Regions from separate parts of the Danio rerio genome. Here region 1 is linked to region 2. The links are chromatin contacts, called in public Hi-C maps. All regions are on one chromosome and are shown on one strand. Each heading gives the region's core, a stretch centred on a gene start, on an enhancer-like site or on the middle of the called end of the contact. The rest is flanking DNA. Distances are from core to core; before and after follow the strand shown. Region 1 holds the start of zgc:174931. Region 2 holds the start of prkab1b (protein kinase, AMP-activated, beta 1 non-catalytic subunit, b).

The links. A called contact is a pair of places that touch in the nucleus more often than the background predicts.
Region 1: a contact with region 2 is called in a Hi-C map of hematopoietic stem cells, with 2.7 times the contacts expected there. The contact joins the promoter of zgc:174931 here to the promoter of prkab1b in region 2. A contact is called at or near these places in 5 of 18 Hi-C or Micro-C datasets (embryo and hematopoietic stem cells).

The regions. Positions count from the first base shown.
Region 1 is chr8:48,277,310-48,281,886 of GRCz12tu, forward strand. zgc:174931 reads right to left here and starts at 2,380. Exons shown (of 8, transcript NM_001328104.1): 1 at 2,292-2,380; 2 at 2,077-2,134; 3 at 1,919-1,987. The coding sequence starts at 2,108. It also overlaps a transcript of unc119b not described here.
Region 2 is chr8:48,103,399-48,108,335 of GRCz12tu, forward strand. It overlaps prkab1b (protein kinase, AMP-activated, beta 1 non-catalytic subunit, b), which reads left to right and starts at 2,887. Exons shown (of 8, transcript NM_214713.2): 1 at 2,887-3,014; 2 at 4,381-4,573; 3 at 4,684-4,835. The coding sequence starts at 4,433. si:dkey-63d15.12 reads right to left here and starts at 3,622. Exons shown (of 9, transcript XM_073910976.1): 1 at 3,464-3,622; 2 at 1,963-2,097. It also overlaps LOC101885033.

The sequences.
Region 1 (4,577 bases), core at 1,130-3,629, 170 kb after region 2:
TTGATTTATTAATTTATTTTTAAAGAAGCCAGATAATATATAAATATATATGGGTTAATATACCTTTCTACTTACACAGGAAAACTGAAAGCAATGGACAGAATTTTCTAATTAATGGAGTGAATAATAAAATTTGATTTGTTAAATCCTGTGAAAACCTTTAACTTAAAAATATCTATAGTATCAAAGAAAAGATATTCAATGTTATGATTTCATTTCTAAAAAAGTAAGCAAATATTGTAAATGTAAGGCATAGTTTATTAGATATAGCAAATAAGTATATAGTTAACTACTAATTTATTTATTAAGTATTAGCCCTATAAATAAATGAGAAAAAGGTTAATAAATACAACTATAAATGCTCTATCCTTCACTTATAAGTCCTTAGCATGTGCTTAATATATGTATTTTTAATAATTTATTAATAATCAATTTATAATTTCTAAATTAGGTATTCAATTTCATATAAACGTATAAGAGTTTTCATTGGTGTATAAGATAAATTAAAACATAATTATTAGCGCATTCCTACTATTTTTTATTATTAAGTCAAGCACCTATAAACAATTTATAAGTTGTATCCTAATTAATTTTGTGAGCTCAACCAAAATAATGACTTTTTTGTTACTAATCACGAACGAAAAGCATGACGGACAGACAACTGCAATCTTACTAATTTGTTTATGGCAAAAAAAGTCAAGAGGTACCAAAAGTAAACCAAATGACGATGTGTTGTAGTTGATGATTAGTGAGAAACAAACAGAGTTTTTGATTCAATTTGTTGATAATCGCTAAAAATATTACTCAGATCACTCTCTCTTAACAAACATCTCCTTAAAGGTGCCATTTCAGGTTCCAATGCACATCAACCCAAATCATGACATGTCATAACCTGACTGTGACGAAGCAGATGAGAGCCAATCATGAGCCAATGAGCATTTGATTTTCCTTGCCGTAAAACCTATCATAAAGCCTCTTGACGCAGGATGGTTTGAATTTAATAATGATAATAACGAACGTGGGGTTTGAAAGTTGATGACTTGATGCCTATTATGGACACTATAGTGCTGAGGAGGGCAGATAAAGAGTGCTGTTCACTGAAACTAATCATGTCTGCAAAATTATTGTAAACAATTTATATGTGTTGAATTTAAACAAACTAATACATTTTGTGATGTTCAACTTAGTTTGTTTAAATTCAGCCCAAATAAATTGTTTACAACCACTTAAATAAAAAAATCTAAGAGATCTAAGGAATCATCTTTGAATATTTTCTTTAGAGTTCCTCACAGTCAAAAGATTTGGATTACAGGGCAAGAATAACATTGACTTCTTTCCTAACCATTTTCTGCGTATGTAATATTAGGAAAATTGATTGCTTCAACTTAAATATTAACAAAACAGTTTTGACAGTTCAAATCCAGCTTGGTTTGACATAAACATGATGAAGTACTGAACAATAATAAATGCAAACTATAAATACTGCATTGCTTGTAAAGCTGATGAAGCACGGAAGTAAACAAGTTTCATCTGCATGGTACTTGGTGTTTGGAATGTACTACTGCACAAATTATTTATATACAAAAAAGTAAATAAAACAGAACCAGAGGAATCATTTTTATAGTGACAAATATGGGTGAAGTACAGTCCCAAAATAGCACCCTAAAGAGGAGTAGTGGGCAAACCATTTATTAGCATTTTCAGAGAGACCAACAATGAATGGTGTTTTTAAAAGTATACCATTATCAAATATACATGCGTTTATAAGTGAAAAATAGAGTTGTATTTATAAACTGCAAATTTGAAGACAATGCTTTAAACGTAATAAATGAACTCCAAACAAATGCTTTATAGCATGTTTAGAGTCAACCAGCACTAAGTCGTTCTTTGTACATGAAGTAGAAAAACATTAATCCACCTTTTACTTGTGCATTCAGCCGGTCGTTCTGCAGCGCGTTCAGTCTCAGATCTCCTCCTTTTTGACGGGCTTGAAACCCATATTACAGCATAATATGTAATTAATGCAATTTGTAAAAAATGTCATTAGGATACTTGAAAAACAACTTGTAACCTTACCCTTTAAATTCACGCGGTCCTTTCAGACTCATTATTGTGCGGGAGAAACTTCCGAGACCTGAGAAAGTGAAACACAGTCGTGAACAGATATCACTTTCATTTAGATACTGGACAGAAGTCGAACCTGTTGGTTTTCACAAATGCAAACCTGCTGTAGTGAGACTAAAAATGTAAACAAAGTATACATGTGAATTTATGTTAGCCAAAACACTTACTACTAATAAGAAAAGACTTAATCTGCTTTCACGATGCGTCGATCACTCCCTATCAAATTTATGTAAACACGTGATCCAAACAGATTCTTTCAGAAGGATGTGGGCTGGGCTCGCCTACATCAAAACAAATCAAGAAAACAATCACATCTCGGATATATAAAATAATGTATCTTCTCATAATGAATTACTAAAAAACAAACATTAACAAAAAACACTAACAATCGCACAAAACGTGTAATTGGACAGAGATTAGCATTTAAAACATTTATCGTCCAGTTCATGCTATCTGAAATCATTTGATCAAATCGTAGTGGCATTTGCTGCCACCTTGTGGTACAATATTGATGTTTACTGTGAAGCAAAGGATAAAGCACAAAAAGACAAAAATATAAAACGAATTTATTTCCCTTTCTGAACAAAACAAAACACCCCTTACACATCTTAACAGAAGTCCTATTTTACACAATATAATACAATGCCCCTATAATCCTGACAAAAAAGTGGACCTTGGAAATTATTGACAGGATGTGAATTATAGACTACAGGTTGAGATTAGAAAAATGCATTGAATTAAATTAATATAACATACCTTTAATCAATTTTCCCTTATGAAAATCAACACTGGCTTTACTAAAATTAATATCTAAAACAGTTTTCTGTAGCTAAAGTTTTGCTACACAAACTACAGCTTAACCATAATTTTTGGAGCAAATATGTGGTTGTATAAATCTATCAATGGACCACACATCATTGGTTACTAGACTTTTATTATAATAAAACAATGGTTCATTTTTCAAAAGTTATCAACACTATACATAACAAAATGGGAAACTTGATCTCGTCTTGAGAATATAACATTCAGCCTTCAGTGTCACTCAAACTTGTCAGTAATGAAAATGAAAGTCGAATGTACCTATTCATTTTAATGGACCCGGTTTACTAGTCTTGGTTTTACCAGTTAATGTATAAACCAGTCAGTGTAAAAGAATGTAGTATAACGAAATATGTCAAAATAAAAGTCCTGATACAGGCGTAATTAAATCTGACATAATAAAAGTCTACATAAAAGGACAAATGTATTCCAGTTGACACCATAATACACAACAAATGTAAAGCACAAGCAGCATTCCTAAAGCAACGGATATTTCCAAATCCACACATTAGAGTGCAAGACAAAAAAAAGAAGAAGAAAAAACACCAAAAGTGAACAGATCACATCCTTGTTGTGTCAACTGAAATGCTTAATAACATATGTCTCAAACTTAATTCCTGGAGGGCCGCAGGTCTGCTGCTCTGAGTAGTCTTGAACACCTTGATTAGTTGGATCATCTGTGTTTGATTAGGGTTGGAGCAAAACTGTGCAGAGCTGTGGCCCTCCAGGAATTAAGCTTTGAGACCCATGGTTTAGAAACTAATAGACACTTAACACCTCTCTCAGTGAAACATATGGAAGGACCCATACACATCAAAAACATTAACAGTAACAGTTAGGACATTAAAAAAAAAAAGAAATGTACTTCAGCACAAAAAAATAACAACAAAGAGGAACAATATTTCTTTTTTTTTTCCAGCTGATGAATGATAAAATATTTACAGCCTATCAGAATTCATCCTGCTTTAATGAGCTGAGGAGTTTAAAGTCTTAAGAGCAAAGAACTGCTGCATAATATTAAAAAAAAATCCTTTGTTTGTGTGGACGTTAAAATAGTTATCATTGACCAGGCCTTAACTTGGGTTAAAAATATTTTAGGAGAGCAAAAATAGAGGTGTGCAATATTTGTTGTCTGTACGATTACTGTAATTGTCGTTTTTGTGATTATTTCACTAATTAACTTAAAGTTATTTTCTGTTGAGACCATATTATAAAGAATGCTGAAGAAAACAGTAGACATCCAGAGTGTTTTTTTCCTATTATGGAAGTCAATGACTACTCCTTAGTGCAATCTTTGAAATATCAATGTTAGTTTTTAACAGAATTTAGGTAGAAATCTACAAGGAAATGCATACCTTTACCATGGCCCCCATTTACTAAAAAGTGAGGATCTTCTAATTGTATAATTATTTCCTCATGCACTAGATATGTTACATTAATAACAAACAAGAAAAAGGGTGGCTTTCGACATTTCTGAATGAATCAGCCATTTTGATTGAATCATTTGAATGTATCCCTCTTTAAGTTGTCAACACCTACTGGCAGTTTTACGTTTACATTTGTCAAACCTAAACAAGCCAGAAATCAAAACACACAGCAAAAGATTAAAAATGATTATTAAAAATCCTTGAAAG
Region 2 (4,937 bases), core at 1,637-4,136:
AGCGTGTTTTTACGCAGTAGACACCCTTCCAGCCGCAATCCATCTCTGGAAAACATCCACAAACACTCACTCACACACACTCATACTGCACTACGGACAATTTAGCCTACCCAATTCACCTGTACCGCATGTCTTTGGACTGTAGGGGAAACCGGAGCACCCGGAGGAAACCCACATGAACGCAGAGAGAACATGCAAACTCTACACAGAAAGGCCAACTGAGTCGAGGATCAAACCAGCGACCTTCTTGCTGTGAGGCAACAGCACTACCTACTGCGCCACTGCTTCACCCCCTATTGTCATTTAAATATCATTAATTTAAATAGCTAAAGCCTTCTTTGAGGGATTATTCTCACAATTTATTAAGGCATTGCAGTCAAAATAGGACAAATGAGCTCATTTTTGGGTCTCTGGACCTTTGTCAGTGAGGGATGGGTCTTTCAAACCACCCAAAGCCCCTCTGGCTGCGGGCCTGTAATGTACACATTAAATCTGATAGACAATTTGAGTATAATATGTCATTTTTAAATATTTTAACCCATGGCTCTGACAAAATCTGTTTGCTATGGCTCAGTTGGCCATCTAATGTTTATACCAATGTTTATTCCATAATTCCAACCCCATAAATGTCCCATTACGCACTAAACAGTCACATTTACAGTAGCTTTTTTTGTCCATGGCAGAAACCAACTTTCAACAAAAAAAAAAAAAAAAAAAAAAGCTGCCAAGTGATTTCTGAAGACTTTATCTCTAGAATCCGACTGACATCTTTTAAGAAGCTTTTTTTTAATACTTGAAAAATCATATTCTGTTCCATGAGACAAAATGTGGAGACTGAAAATGATTAAATTATGCAAATAAACTATACATTTTAATTCTCCACTGTAAATGTACTTCTCATCTGCATGCCTTGGTATTTGATTAACACGATTTATATCCTGTGCTCTTATTAAGAAACAACTTTCTTCTTTTATCTCTGTTTACATCAACCAAACAGGATGCAATCTGACTGTGGTGAAGCCAGTTGACAGCAGGAAGCTGCACTGTAAATTTGTGGCGATCAGTTCCAGTGAACGCCAGAGGTCGCTGTGACCTAAACCGTGGCACAATGTGCTTAAAGTTCATCAATCAGTATTTTTCAAATGGAATGTATAAGTGGGTCTATTTTGCTCAAAGCATGGCCAAAAAAGACAAACCTACACTAAAAGTCACTTAATCTTAATGCCACCTCACAGATATACTGGATGAGAGTGGTGTCATTTATTCCTGCAAGCAGAACAATTGCAAAGTCTGTATTTGCTGACTATGTATGACACTTCAAATGCTGTAAATGTGTAGTTTAGAGGTGTACATTGTGCTTGTCTTTAAGCATACTACTAAAATGATGTTGTACTCAAATAGCTAAAATGAATGCTTTTACAGAAAATTGTTATTATGTATGGGTGAATGCAAAATAATAGAAAGTCTGAATGTTGTTATCTGTTTGTTTTTTAAGAGAAAATTGAAATAAATGCTCAATGTATTAAAAAAACTATGCTTAAATGTCTGTATTTGTTTTAATAGATCATAGCAGCATTAGTCACTCCCTCACGGCCTTTACCTCAAATGTATTCCGCAGCGTTCGGAGTATCTTGTACTTTGATATGTAATATTATAGCCAGCTATGGTTAAATATAGATAAATTGGGCTCCACTCTTGGCAATCAGAACAAACAACTAGCTAGCTACACATGCAATGGTACACGGTAGTACTTACTATATGTGTTTTATTGATAAGTTTTTAGTATACTTCAATGTACAGGTGATTATATTAATAGTAATCAGTTTGTCCTGATCATAGGTCTTGCTTGAGTTAATGACAAATGTTTTTTCAAGATCTGCTGGTGGTCCATATCTGTGCCACCCATGAGTGTTTATTAGAGTGTGCTTAAAATTGCGGATACAGTTCCACTTCTCTCTGTACCTCATTGCCAGTCATCTCATGATGCTGCGAAACTGGACAGCCGTGAGAATGTCACAAGACTCTGATGAGCACACATGTGGACTATCAAACACAGCTGGCTCACTCCATCACAGGATACACCACCTGGCATAGGCCCTAAAATTAAATAAAAAAAAAATATTTAATTATATATATTTTTTATTAAATTAAAATGTGGACTCCCAAATACAGCTAAATGAATGAATAGATTAATGAATAAAAATATAATTACAAAAAAGTTAAATAAAATGAATGAATCCAAATGCAGATGGTCACACTTCTATTCAAAATGTTTTTAAATTAAGATTACTACTTGAACGAAAGATTCAATTATTAATAAATGAATAAAACTAATGAACATGCGGACTTAAATAGAGCTAGACACCAAATCAGGGACAAAATAAATTGATTGTTATATGTCAATAAAAATTTAAAAAATGTTATTAAAAAATTATAAAAAATGAGTTTATAGCAAAGCAATTGGTGAAAAAGTATATAAATGATGAAATAAATGGCTCACCCACCACTTGCAAGGTAAAGTCCAAAATAAATAAATAAATAATAAATTAACTAACATAAAGAATATAAATTAGATTAATTACATAAAGTTTTAAAGTTAAACATTCTCTTTATGCTTTTAATTGTATTTAATTTCATTATTTTAAATATGAAACTGAAGCTAAATAAGGCTTTCTTTTAATGATTTTAGGCTCTATTCAAAACAACACATAGATTAAGGATAAGTAGCAGATTTCAACATTAACTTGCAGCAGACAAATATGTGAATACTGTATAAAAGTTTGAGGTCCTCTGAGTAAAAAAAAAGCCAAGTAACAGAAGTTGCAACAACTTGTTACAACACTCCTCGTCTCCCACTGTTTTAACTTCATACTGAGCTTGATGGTTATTTCCCTTGTCCAAAGCAGCAGGCGGAAGAGGTGTGCTTAACATTTAACCTTTTTGTGAGGCAATGTGAAAATGGCGTTATGAACGGAAACATAATCGTAGGCTACGGGCAAATAAAGTTTTCAGAGGTAAGATATTTAATCATAAATGAAAATTCCAAAGTCCGACATAAAGCGCAGGAAAACTGCGGTCTTTTGCGTGTAGGCGAGCCCTACACGTAAGAACAGAAACAACGAAGTCAAAAGACACAACATCCCAACGTTAAAGCCTAACGTTACGTCCTTGATAATGATACGTTGCTGTGGAATTGTCTTTGCATTCATAACCTAAAAAAAGGTGTACAAAAGAGAGCGCCGTTTGGTTATTAATGTTTGTTTATGCGATTAGCAAAACAATTGTAAACAGCGGTCAACATTTAACTTACTGTTTTTAATGCGTACGTCGCATACTTTGTAAAACCGTGCGAATTCTAACCACGATTGTTTTATTATTGCAGTCTTCTAAGTAACTATTAACATGTTCATGTATTTAATATAAACAATTTTTCGGATGCAGTGTAACGTTAGCTTAACGTTACCTTGTTCTTTGATTCCTCTAACGTCGATTAATTGAGAAGGAACCTAGTTTTTCATGCTTAAAAAAACTCGAAACTTTACTCCGTAAATTTAATAAACAACGACAGTACTTTTCATGTCGTGTACTTGGGTAACAGTTAATTACCAGTCACAAAATATGCGAAACGTTGTTATGGTTACCAGGGGTACTTAATTATGCTGTTCTCACGTCTCTTATTTAACGTTAAGTTAGATAACGTTAAATAATGGATAAAAGTACTATTCTAATACCAAATTTTCTTTGAAAACGTACATTAAGGAAAAATGGCAAATGGAATGAATGTAGACCAGATTGTAACTTACACAAGATGTAGAGTTGGCCACTCCAGATTTCCACGGTCAATAAATATGAGTGGGTAAGAGAAACCCATGTGTGATTGTGACTTATATTTTGACAGTAAAACAGAATATAGCATAAATGAGAATATAGCCTATATAGAATATATTTTAAACAATATTAGAGAACATTTTTATTCACAAAACATTTCAAAGGAAATGTTTAAAAAAGTGCCTCCTGGGAGAATTTTTAGAATATTTATACCTGACCAAATTGAAAGATCTTATTAGACCGTTTATCAGTGTTGTTGTCATCTGTATGCTTTTTATGCAATACTTTAAGAAACTGTTATGTTAGTAAATTGTGTATCAAATGTTTATTGGCAATATTACCATGAAAAGTCAATGCTGCGGAAATAGCGTTAAAACGTAAATAAATCAATGCCTTAGGATGAATAAAAAAAATAAACAAAAAAAAAATGCTGGAACTTATTAGTAAATAGTCATTTTTGAGCTTACAGTCCCTTTAAATCTGTTTAAAAACTACTTTATAAATGAATATACATTATACATGTAATGAATAAGATAAAATATTTTTTAAAAGCTCTTGTCCAGATCTGGAATTATCATTAACATGCATATAAATAAGGCACAGGATGGGCAACACCAGCAGTGAAAGAAGCGGAGGGGAGAAGACTCACCGGCGGGAGAGCCGTAGTGGAAAAGATGGAACTCGACCCAAAATCCTGATGGACAGTGCAGAGGATGGAGACCTCTTCCAGTCAGATGATGCCAAGGTGATGTGTTTACTGTGAAATATTAGCAATATGTTCCCACAACTTATTTATTACAGCAATAGCTACAATTACTCTAGACACCTCATCCATCTTTCTTTCTGTCATTCTAGGAGTTTCTAGCCTGGCGACAAGATCAGGAGTCGGATAGCAAAACCCCGCTGGAGGAAAGGCCCACTGTGTTCCGATGGAAAGGTCCAGGGAAAGAGATCTACTTGTCTGGCTCCTTCAACAACTGGGCCACCAAAATCCCCTTGAATAAGAGGTGAGTGCTGACAAGTCATTAAATCATTATCTCAACATATTAGACTGTGTTTACACAACAAACATAAGAAGAGGTTGTTATCACCCTGAAAATCATAGAGTT